2 separate regions of the Bombyx mori genome follow, and region 1 is linked to region 2. The links are chromatin contacts, called in public Hi-C maps. All regions are on one chromosome and are shown on one strand. Each heading gives the region's core, a stretch centred on a gene start, on an enhancer-like site or on the middle of the called end of the contact. The rest is flanking DNA. Distances are from core to core; before and after follow the strand shown. Region 1 overlaps LOC101741026 (moesin/ezrin/radixin homolog 1). Region 2 overlaps LOC101741026 (moesin/ezrin/radixin homolog 1).

Evidence for each region. Hi-C and Micro-C count contacts between places; a contact is called where the count stands out from the background.
Region 1: a Hi-C map of middle silk gland shows a contact between it and region 2, with 2.1 times the contacts expected there. The contact joins two enhancer-like sites. A contact is called at or near these places in 5 of 7 Hi-C or Micro-C datasets (middle silk gland, midgut, posterior silk gland and 1 more).

Annotation. Positions count from the first base shown.
Region 1 is chr9:15,726,579-15,732,353 of ASM3026992v2, forward strand. All of the region lies in intron 3 of LOC101741026 (moesin/ezrin/radixin homolog 1), which reads left to right. Among protein-coding and RNA genes, the nearest start is that of LOC101738544, 31 kb to the right of the region's middle. Within about 2 kb of position 2,688, at least 5 of the 8 cell types and tissues checked have open chromatin away from gene starts, as enhancers often do.
Region 2 is chr9:15,686,590-15,693,208 of ASM3026992v2, forward strand. The region is part of intron 2 of LOC101741026 (moesin/ezrin/radixin homolog 1); the gene reads left to right. Among protein-coding and RNA genes, the nearest start is that of LOC134199412, 5.1 kb to the left of the region's middle. Within about 2 kb of position 3,897, at least 7 of the 8 cell types and tissues checked have open chromatin away from gene starts, as enhancers often do.

The sequences.
Region 1 (5,775 bases), core at 1,438-3,937, 39 kb after region 2:
ATTTATTACGTAATCACTTATTAACGGTTAAATTAAATCTATTTGTTTCTTAAACTATAAAAAACCCCATTTCGTCCTGCACAATAATCGATAAATATTATGTTGAAATCAATTAATATTGGGTTATTTATAATCGATAAATATTATGTTGAAATCAATTAAATATCCTCCCACCCTCTGTAACCACTTTCCATTTGCTGGTAGTATCTTCTTTTCATTTTCCTACCTAACCTAATCGCGAGCGCTCGTGACAGATTGCCCTAAGAGTGAATACAGTTTGTTATCACGGTAATACCTGTTTCTGTAGAGAATCATTTACAAGTTATATGGTATTTTCATTTATTTCTTAATTGAAAATGTTACAATGCGCTTAAGTTCCTCAAATAAGCCGATTTAGATAACGGGTCTTTCCTAATTTGGTATTTAGTCAATGGTCATACGCCTTATCTATTGATTAAAAAGTTCTCTCGGGTCGCTCTAAAGTCTGCAGAATACCGAGCATCTCTCAGAGTATTTGTTCGCCTAAGGCGCTGATAAAAAATATTGCACATGACGTTACACTAGTCTTGTGTCATACCTATGAGATATTTACTCTAAATTTATCTCGAGTAATCTGGTCCTCAGAGCATCAGAAACATAATGATAAAGTTTTTGAAGATTTTGAAATCTACATTGTTGTGGATTTTTGGAAGTGCTGATCTTTTGGTGCTTTCAAAGGTTGAGTTTTACTGTACCATCAAAGCGTTCTTAGCTAGATAATGGGTACCTGTTGAAATATTATATAATTTTTCGTTAAATCAAAATACGGCAGGGTCGTTGGTGACTTGTTGGCATAAATTGTATGCTCAGATAACATTACCTGGATTGCTACAACCATACTTTCGATATTAGGCAATGGTGATTTGTTATTGATTAACTATAGATCATCTCTCGGATGACAGGTTGATGATCAGACACGAACCGGCCGGCATCGAAGCGCGACCGGCCACCCGCGTGACCTCGTTCCCACGCCGAATACCAGATGCGATCATTGTGCGGAGAGGTCACAGTCGAGCCATCGTAGCGCTGACAATAAAGCGACTGCCCTTGACTCCAACAGGTGTAACTAATGTACAAGTGTTACGAAGTAGTGACATCTGCATACCACATAATAATAAGTAAAAAAATTTCGTAGTAGACAGTGGCTTGACAGTGCCTCTGGTGTGTGTGATGTCCATTACCGACGGACACCACCATCAGTCGGGTTGTAAGGTTATCTGCCTTCGAACGTTGAAAACATTTGTTATGTAAAGTCGCGTCTCTAAATAGGAAGGTTCGAGAAGGCTTTGTGTTGAGCGACTATTTACCCCATCATCCATCTGTACTAGTCATATAATTCTCATCTTATTGGATGCCATTGGAGCCTGTGTGAGCCCGTACGAGCGAATAACACTAATTATAGGCTCACGAAATGCAGTTTATCATCAGCAAAATCGCTATCGATTCTGCCATTATATTTCGCAATAATAAATGTCTGAACTGAACAAAAAATCGATCGATTTGTAAAAAACCTATCACATGACTTAGCAAGATTAACAGCAGTATCGTTACAGAAAGTTTGTATACTCGTCGTTTATTAGAATTACTCGTAGTCGTATCGTAGAAATAGATTTTTGAATTAATGTCTAAACTGCCAGCTGTCATGCGAACTGCATTTAGTTTCAACAACGAATTTATGTAATCGCATACAACTTATATCAAACTACTTATACAATCAAATCCGTTCGCAATCTCTATATATAAAAATGAATTGGTGTTCGTTAGTCTCGCTAAAACTCGAGAGCGGCTGGACCGATTTGGCTAATTTTGGTCTTGAATTATTCGTGGAAGTCCAGGGAAGGCTTAAAAGGATAGATAAATATGAAAACGCTCGGAATTAAATAAAAAAAATGTTTTTCCTTTGATGCGTCCCCCGTTGGACGGATTCCTTTTGTTTGTGTTAAGTATATTTTATACAAAAGCTTAGATCTCTTATTTATCGATTGAGGCACTACGAAGTTTGCCGGGTCAGCTAGTCATTCAATAAATTAATGCTCTTATCATGACTTGAAAAAAAACGGTGGGAACAAAGTTTGTGTATGGTCAGTCCTGTCCTGTTGGCATTAAGAAATAAATTACAATCCTGCAGTTTTTTTTTTCGATAGCAAAAGTAATCGTGCGGTTTTCTTCAGAATAGCATAGACTGACCACTGTCGAACTTGTCGGTCCATTAAAACCAGTTCCACGGACTTCGTTCACAAGCACATCACACATACACGTGTAGCAATCATTGATGCCGTCAAACATGTGTGCGCTAAGGAGTGCCGCGCCGGTGAAAGTGCGTCGTAATCTAGTGGTGTTCAAACTATATTACGATAGCGCGTTGCAGACTAAAATCGCGCGCGATTTCGGCTTTTGCAAAAGTCTGGTAATCGTTCCTTAAAAGCATGTTATGGCAAAGCAATTAAAACTGTTTCACTTTGAACAGTTTGACAGCTTTAATCTCTATGCCAAGATTATAATGAGCCTCTTAAGTATTAATTTAACTTATTAACATTGCGTTTAAGCACGAAGCTAATAATAGTCGTGCCGTAAAATCTGCTATGTGCTACATTTGCACCCACTAGTCACAAAACGACCTTGCGTCTACCCAACTGCCAACAGAATGTGGCTCGGATATCCTCCGGCTTTGTAGTAAACTTGATTTAGGTCTGACGCATACTAAACAGGTTCCAAGCGAATACCTTAGTCGGATTTCAGTCGATTAGGTTTCTGTATCCAACGACAATTTGGATAACATTGATAGTTTATAGGTAGCAGTAGAACGGCCAAGACTTAAACGTAATGATTGATGATGAATAATTTCAATCGGGTGGTCTGTATGCTCTGCTGAGGATTAACATGGATTATTAATAGTGGTATCTAAAGTAGATGATTATACTTTCAAGAAAAAAAATCTCGTATATATATACTTTATATTACTTTTTGTAGTTTCTCCAATAGTTATTGTCAGTGGTTCGATTTTCACTTTAGCTACACTGTTTTTTCTGTACTTTTTTCATTTATTTGCGTCTACAATCCGCAATACTGAAAAAAGGTTTTTTTTTTTTCAAACTGAAACGCATTACTGCTTCACGGCAGAAATAGGCAGGGTGGTGATACCTACCCGCGCGAACTCAAAGTTAAATCAAATTTGTATGGAGCTGGAACGTTTGCTTACGTTTACCGCTAGGGGCGCTGTTCCAACTGCATACAAATTTTAGATAACTTTTACGCTATCGAGAATGTTAAAAAACTCGCACTAAGCTCACAGATGGGCCACATCGTCGACCTATGCAATAAAAGATGTTCCCTAGTAACCGCCTAACACTAATTAGCTAGCTAATTTGTTTTAGCACTTACAAAAAAAACAGGCAAAAGTATTAATGTCAGGGAAAGCCCTTAACGTAGTTATATTTGTCGCGGACAAGTCTTATGTACGTATAGGAATTCAACAGATTTCACTTTGAATCAAGAGTTGTCACGTACGCTTGACGTCACGATGCGACCGATCGATTTCTACAAAAATACACTTTTTTTTTCGATTATCGATCTAGATATTTTATGGAAGGAATTATTGAATTTTTGTCTATAAGAGTTAGGAGTTACAAATGCCCTTTCACCTACTTTCCTACCGATCTCGTTAATTACTACCTTAAGTTCTATTTGTAATGTTAGTTAATAATGGTACGGATATATTTCGGTTTGGTGGGTAGGACAATTTTTATACGACACAAAAAATTTGATTTCATCCTTTCGTCTCAAGTTGGAACAAACGCTAAGGGCCTTTGAGCTCTTTTTATCAAAAATAACTTGTATTTTTTTTTTCATCTCACAACATCAGCGCGGTTTTCGCAAAAAACCTTCCTATTTATGGTATTCGCTGTTGCTTAGAATAAAATGTATCCTATAAAACAGGAATCGTTTCATTGTAGCAACTTATTATCGACGCAATTAAATGGGCACTTTTAACGTCCGTGCTTTAAACATTTTGCTCGCCTTTTATAATTTAAAGTCAGATGTGAGACGATTACTGGACATTGACAATTTCAGCTGACGATTCATTTCAAATTTCATTTGAAGAAGGACCTGTTTTTTTTTATTGCTTAGAATGGTGGACGAGCTCACAGCCCACCTCGTGCTAAGTGGTTACTAGAGCCCATAGACATCTATAACGTAAATGCTCCAACCACCTTGAGATGTAAGTCCTAAGGTCTCAGTATAGTTGCAACGGCTGCCCCACCCTTCAAACCGTAACACATTACTTCTTCACGGCAGCAATAGGCAGGGTGGTGGTACCTACTCCTCCGGACTCACAAGAGGTCCTACCACCAGTAATTACGCAAATTATAATTTTACGGATTTTATGATACAAAGAAAAATACCTAGTGAAGCAATAGTTTGTAAACCAGGTTGTTGACGCCGTCGCCCGCCGTGTGTGATATGGTAATTGGTTTCGCGCAAGAACAGCTGATTGTTAGCAGATCGGGAGTTCGACGACCGCACTTTCGACTCTCCCACGACACGCTTGCCCAATCATACTCGCGATGTCTCAAGATGTCGTCAACGTTATACGCGATCTTTATTTTGAATTTTAAATATTACTGCATAAATGGATGAACGATTTCTCGGCTCAGCTAGTGTTAATTGGATAATTTGAGGCAAAGTCGACATTTCAATTGTATAATATTATATAGCGGTTATCCCACCTTTCAAATAAGAAGGCAGGAGTGTGGTTACTACTCTTGCAAGCTTATAAAACATATTTCCACTGGTAAATGCATAGAGGCGATTACAGTATGCTGATGGTATTACGCAGAGAACGCCGCGGCCTATTCTGCGATGATTCCCCTCGTCGCCTTTTACGACAACCTCAGTTAGAGATCGGTTGGTGCTATTCTAGGCCAAAGCCAAAAGGATAAATCCTTTATACTGAAAAGCATGAGTGCTTTCCAACAGCAGTAAGCAGAATGGTGTTCCCACCCGTGCCTTATCAAATAAGTAGGGATACTGGTCGAATGGTAGGTTAGTACTATTTTGAGAAAGCCAAAGCATTATATCCAAATCTTCACATCAATATCAATTGACTTGAATATAGTACTGACAAAGGATTGAAATATTTATTTTCCTTCACTTCCTAGTGTAGGTGGACCTACCAGGTTGCCGCTTAACAAATACGACTAAAAAGAGTGTTTATAATCGCTTCCAATAACGTATTCGAAATGATTGAAAACAGCGCGAGTAGACGATCAAAGGTACTCGAAAGTCAATTACCAATGCTCAATCGTTCGTACTAGTTTCAACTGTTTGTTTTGACAACTTTCCAAATCGACTCTCGGAATAACAACGTTTACTGAGAATTCCGAAAATAGGGTGCGTTTGAAAAAGCAGCGGATCTTGTCTTACAATTAAAATTCTGGGTGTTGCAATTGGAAAATGTTGGGTCTGAGCCCATTGGTTTCTCGTCGGATATTCTCAGTGGGTCGCGATTCCGATCCGGTGGTAGATTCTACGAAACAGTGCAGTTAAGCCCACCCAGTTGAACTCACCTATCTGTCTGCGTAAAGCTGGAATAGCCTCTTAGGCTACCAGTGAATCTATACGGAGAAAAATGTTGGTTATCGCGTCCAGCTACATGTGCAACTGAAGGCTTAGCAAAGGCTTTCGGCTTGTGGTTGTAAATGTTACAATGAAAATAAACATCGATCGTCTACATAC
Region 2 (6,619 bases), core at 2,647-5,146:
GAATATATTAAGTGTATAATCTATGGCTTGCTGCTTGTGGTGTTGTGCTTGCGTACAAAATGGATGTGTTTTGATTTTTCTTCGATTTATTTTACTTTTATCAATAACGTTTCATACTACGACTAAAAAACATTGTGTGAATTGTGGTTTTACCCTGACCAAGATTTAAAACCGTGTATATGCTCTCCTTTGCTATTTTTAGATGATACTAATTGTGTATGAAGATGAAGAAAATATAGATATTTAAAGAATTAAGTGTGTTTTTATACCCTATTGGATAAAAATACATTAGGAACATCTTAAACATTAAGAAAAGAAAAGTTCTTGAAGTATCTCACAATCCGACACTTATTTATATAGAAAATTAACCTCAAAACGAGTTTTTATTTTTATTATATTTTTTATAATAGTGGCGTCAATTTCAATATATTTTTAGATATCCAATACATTTAAGAATTTGAATCAGTACATTTTTATAGTAATATTTGATGTCCATCTTGGGCCTAGCACACTATGGAGAGTGGGCAATCCCCTTTTACTACACATTTTTCAGAACACTTTATATAATATACTCACCATCAGGTGGGCCGTATGCTCGTCTGCCTACAAAGGCAATAAAAAAATATAAAAAAAACATACTGTAGTGACTAGAACTATAAATTTCAGTTATAGTTCTATACACTATAGTTCGATACAAAAATTTCAAAAGTTTGTATCGCGAAGAATCATCTGTTACCTTGTATTAAACGTACGACATAAGAGCCTTGAGTCGTTTGAAAAACCAAGGTCTTTCCTTGTGACTGAAACCAGGTTTGTAATTACAAAAAAATACCGTTGCTTTTTCAACTTTGACCTCGGAATTAATAATAAATTTTAAGTTCACATGCCATTTTCCTGTTGAAGTAACTAATCTGCTATAAATTGAATATGTTGTTATAATAAATTTATGAGTTTTAAAAGAAATCTTTTTTTTTTATTGTTTTGATGGGTGAACGAGCTCACAGCCCACCTGGTGTGAAGTGGTTACTGGAGCCCATAGACATCCACAACGTAAATGCGCCACCCACCTTTACTAACCACACACAGCATTACTGCTTCACGGCAGAAATAGGCAGGGTGGTGGTACCCACCCGCGCGGACTCACAAGAGGTCTCACCACCAGTAATTACGCAAATCATAATTTTGCGGGTTTCATTTTTATTACACGATGTTATTCCTTCACCGTGGAAGTCAATCGTGAACATTTGTTGAGTACGTATTTCATTAGAAAAATTGGTACCCACCTGAGATTCGAACACCGGTGCCTCGCTCAACACGAATGCACCGAACGTCTTATCCGTCAGGCCACGACGACTTCACCTATTTTATCTTCGACCTATTTTATTGCAAGATGTCTCTTGTAACATCGTTTGGAGCCTCTGGGTCTGCGGAGGGACTTCAGTTTCCTCTGTATTTTGTACCGTATGTTCCATGGGGAGTGCTCTGAGGAGTTGTTCGAGATGATACCGGCATCTCGTTTTTACCATCGCACCGCCCGCCACCGGAGTAGAGTTCATCCATACTACCTGGAGCCACTGCGGTCATCCACAGTGCGTTTCCAGAGATCTTTTTTGCCACGTACCATCCGGCTATGGAATGAGCTCCCCTCCACGGTGTTTCCTGAGCGCTATAACATGTCCTTCTTCAAACGAGGCTTGTGGAGAGTATTAAGCGGTAGGCAGCGGCTTGGCTCTGCCCCTGGCATTGCTAAAGTCCATGGGCGACGGTAACCACTCACTCAGGTGGGCCGTATGCTCGTCTGCCTACAAGGGCAATAAAAAAAAAAAAAAAAAAACAGACAGTTAGTAGTGGTAGTAGTGGATAAGTAAAGAAGAAATTCATGCAAATCTAGGATGACTTCTAAATAGATTGGTGTCATGTACTAAGCACGGACATCAGGTTTTGATTGCCTTAAATTAATTGAACTCTCGTTTTCCGTCATCGAAAGCCTTTCTACATATTATATATAGTATGTTAATTTCCGGTCTATATAAAATTAAATATGCATGGTTTTTGCAAAATGTTAGCCCAATCTTGTCCAGCCTAATATCTTCTTGAAAGGGACAAACGAACAAACTATTATGAAATCGTTAGAGGAAATTACCATCAAATAAAATGCCAAACCCGTGCTCAAAATACGAAATGACCAATTACATTTCTACCATAATAAAATCTGATACCAAAACAAAAATATCGAAACCTTGAATATAAAGTAAATTGTACGGACGTGTGGATCGTCGTTATTTTGTCGTATGGTGGTGATGGTTAATTATTGCTGTACTTGAATTTAATTTGACGGTCGACATGCTCTGTGCCCATGTGGCGCTGTTTCACTCGGTTTCACCCGCGACTCGTTGCGGTTTCTATTACATGATTTCATTTTTTATGTGTCACCATTTATTTCGTATTTGGGAAAGCTCTGTTAAGTTATTTAGTCTTAGATGTGGAAGCAAATTATTGATATAGCCCTAATTGTGGCATTCAACTAATATTCCAATTGAGTTTGCTTTGAAATACCACCATAACATCCAGATCATAAAGTCTAATTTTGCAACGGTACCAGGTTTCTTGGAAACAGTTAATAATATCACCTGTATGATTTTCCCATCCACGCCTAAAAAAAATCAAGCTAGTTTCGTAATATATAATTGTATAGGTAGAATTTATTCCAAGTTCCCCTAAATACAACCCACGTCTCATGTATACAGCCATCTGCTTTAGCACCTGTTGCGCCTCCCCCCAGTACCCTTCTTGCTCAAAACACACCGAATAACAAGCCTGTTGCATGAATTCTATGTATCTTTCAAAAGTCTTGCTCCTTTCCACAGCAAACGACTTATTAATAATTAACTCCAGGTGAGCTGCAATCACATATCCTCTAAGAAAGTACAATAAAAAACATTTGAAAATTATTCTCGTTAATCTCAAGTTGTCTACTCATAGTTTTTTTGAAGTCATGTTCTTCTGATGTTTTGAATGCTGGCGGTTGACGGACTAAGTGGGTTTTAGCCATTTGATTCTCAGCTTATAAAAATATAAATTTTGGTTTGTAATTGACATGGATATCCAATCATTCGATGGGTAAACGAAGGCGATATTTGCTGTCGTTGTTAGAACTGCAAATTGTACCATACATCATATACAGTTCTAATTATATAACTACAAAGATTAAAAAAAAAAACTTCAAGCATTAGTGTTTGATATTTAACCCCATAAAACACTGAATTGCGTCACACCACAGCGCATACGATACATTATACGGATTTCAGAATTTTCAAAGATGTTTACGAAGAACGAAGTGATTACTTTAAATGACTTCAGTTGCGGACACAACACGTAAGCGCTTCGTAATTGTAATTCTGATCACCTTGGCGGCTAACTTCCTCACTTATTAAACACAAGGGCATCTCGCGACATAATTTACCTAAAAAATTATGGTGAACGTGATTTATAATACTTTTGTTAAATTTGATAGCGTTTTCTTCAGAGGATTTTCTTCTCGAGCAAAAAGGATTCCTGTTTACGATACTGTGTTTCGTGGTAGTGAATCGATTGGACTACAAGATTTGTTAATGACATTGACAGCGGTCATTATTTCCGAGCAACTCTGTCTAGATAGCGATATTTAAAAAGTTTACAAATTTTAATACAACTTATTCCTGTGCACTATAGATGCCAAATAACATCTATTTGGACAAATAAGTTGAGCTTCAAAGGCGAAATCTAGAATCTTCCATAAAGTAGTAGGTAATATACGAGAAAAAAAGAGTTTCAATATCACGTTTATAAATAAAGCACCACTCATATAATGTTAACCAACGCCGTTTTCATGTAGTTAGTCGTTTTATCTTGTGTGCGAAGACCGTGGTGATGTCATACTCGTACACGTATCGTTACTGTTTGACTTGCGTTTTACACTTCGCGCAAATATATTATTATAAATATGATAATGCCCGTAACATAGATCGAGCGACGTACAATATGTGCCCCTTGTTGATGAAGATGTAGCTAGTTCGACGAAACTTTGCTTACTGGTACTTATATTACTGGTGGTAGGACCTCTTGTGAGTCCGCGTGGGTAGGTACCACCGCTCTTGCCTATTTCTGCCGTGAAGCAATAATACGTTTCGGCTTGAAGGGTGGGGCAGCCGTTGTAACTATACTGAGACCTTAGAGCTTATATCTCAAGGTGGGTGGCGCATTTACGTTGTAGATGTCTATGGGCTCCAGTAACCACTTAACGCCAGGCGGGCTATGAGCTCGTCCACCCATTAATCTAAACTCAGAGGAACCGATCCGTGCGGGCTTAAATGCTAAAACTAATAATTACGAAGAATAAAACATATAAGGGAGTATTTTATAAACACGTGCTGCATAATTACATGTCCACTATTATACAGAGCGTATTTTCTATCGGACGCTTTCATAAAAAAAATAGGATTCTAATCAAACTAATAAGATAATTATATGCAGTTTTCGTGACCTCAAAAATAAGATGTCAAATTACGGAAATATGCCGAGTTTTAAAAGTATGTACTTAACACTTGATCACGATGAAGAAATAGCGAAATTATTAGTGGCGCCTTACCTATTTTTGCCGTGAAGCAGCAATGCAAAACGTTCTGGGTTCACGGGTGGGACAGCTATAAATGAGATTCACATCTCGTGTCTGCAGGTGGATAATGTTATACACCGTGTGACGTCATCAACTTCGGTAATTTCTTACCATCAGGAGAACTGTGAGCTAGTTCACTCGTCACCGCAATAAAAAATATTGTCAAAATAGTTCCTAATGGTCACCAATTTTGTGTCGAGTATACGTTACAAAACATTTTCCGGTTTCTTTAGCGTTATTTTGGTTTTAACATGCGCTCCGCGACTTCCTCGGATGCCATCAATCTTGAATCCGGAAACATTTGTTCTTTACTTTTGAGGTCTCCGAAGGCAAGACGAGATTAACATCGTACGTAATTGAGTTGTTTAAGTTGCCCAAGTTGTTGAATTTATCATTCTTTTAAGAAAAAATGCTATTGAGCAAAAACATCTAAAATTTCAATTGTCGATCATTAACTTTAAGGAAACATTATAAGAATACCATGTAACGAAAAAAAACCTAGACTTGTTTGGAAACAGCGTATCTTGTGCAAATAATAAATAAAACTAAAAATAATATATTAAGTAGAAAAAAAACAACGGTCAAAACGGTCGAGATAACGAAGCATCCCCGAATCCTGATCACGCAGAAATCAGTCACCGTCGACGCCCTAGACGTCCTTACAAATCCATCAGATCAAATAACCCATTCTGTAGTCGTCGTGGCCTAACGGATAAGACGTCCGGTGCATTCGTGTTGAAGCAATGCACCGGTGTTCGAATCCCGCAGGCGGGTACCAATTTTTCTAATGAAATACGTACTCAACAAATGTTCACGATTGACTTCCACGGTGAAGGAATAACATCGTGCAATAAAAATCAAACCCGCAAAATTATAATTTGCGTAATTACTGGTGGTAGGACCTCTTGTGAGTCCGCACGGGTAGGTACCACCACCCCGCCTATTTCTGCCGTGAAGCAGTAATGCGTTTCGGTTTGAAGGGTGGGGCAGCCGTTGTGACTATACTGAGACCTTAGAACTATATCTCAAGATGTGTGGCGCATTTACGTTGTAGATGTCTATGGGCTCCAGTAACCACTTAACACCAGGTGGGCTGTGAGCTCGTCCACACATCTAAGCAATAAAAAAAAAAAAAAAAAAAAAAAAAACCCATGCATTAAACGCCTTCAGCTCTAACGCTAGGAGCAGGCTTGAAGACTCCGGTAACCGTACCCTTCGATCTCGGCAAAGAGTTCGACGTGCAACCTAACCCATGCATCAGCCCGCTGAGCTTATCGCCGGATCTTCTCAGCAGGTCGCGATTCCATCCGGTAGTAGATTCATTCGCGAAGCAACTGCTCTCGAGTTCTTAGGTCTCCTTCGGAGGCGCTCGGACAGCTGTTAACCAATCCCACACCTCCTGGCTAAGCTTTTGCTCGCACACCTGTCCTGGTGAAACTAGAAAGGGCTCCTGGCGACCAGTAATCTTTCAATAATAAAAAACAGCCAAGCGATTAAAAAAAAAAATCACATTGATTCCCATTGTTACGTTATCTAACTTTATTTTTGTTATTATGTTTTGAGTGGTTTGTTTGGCACTAGAACGCTTCTCTGACCTTTGTAACAGGATCTATCCTATTTGTATTCATTTACAACTTCACACTGCGTTCTCTTGCGATTCCCTTTATAATTTAGTTCCAAACTTTAAAGACCATCTAAAGATCATAACGGTAAGTTGTAAATGACACAGCAATGATATTATTATTGCATAGTCTTCTTTGTATAGCTTTTCACAATACTGAAGATCGCGACCTCAATTTAATACTTTTTTATTTATTAACGGTGTTCATAGGCAGCAGCGACTACTTTTCATCAGATTAATTGCACATTTTCTATTGCATAGTATATACTATACCTATGGGTTAAGGTGTCTATGCATTGTGCATGTGCTTTGCTTGGCAACAGCTTGTCAAGTAGAGCACCTAT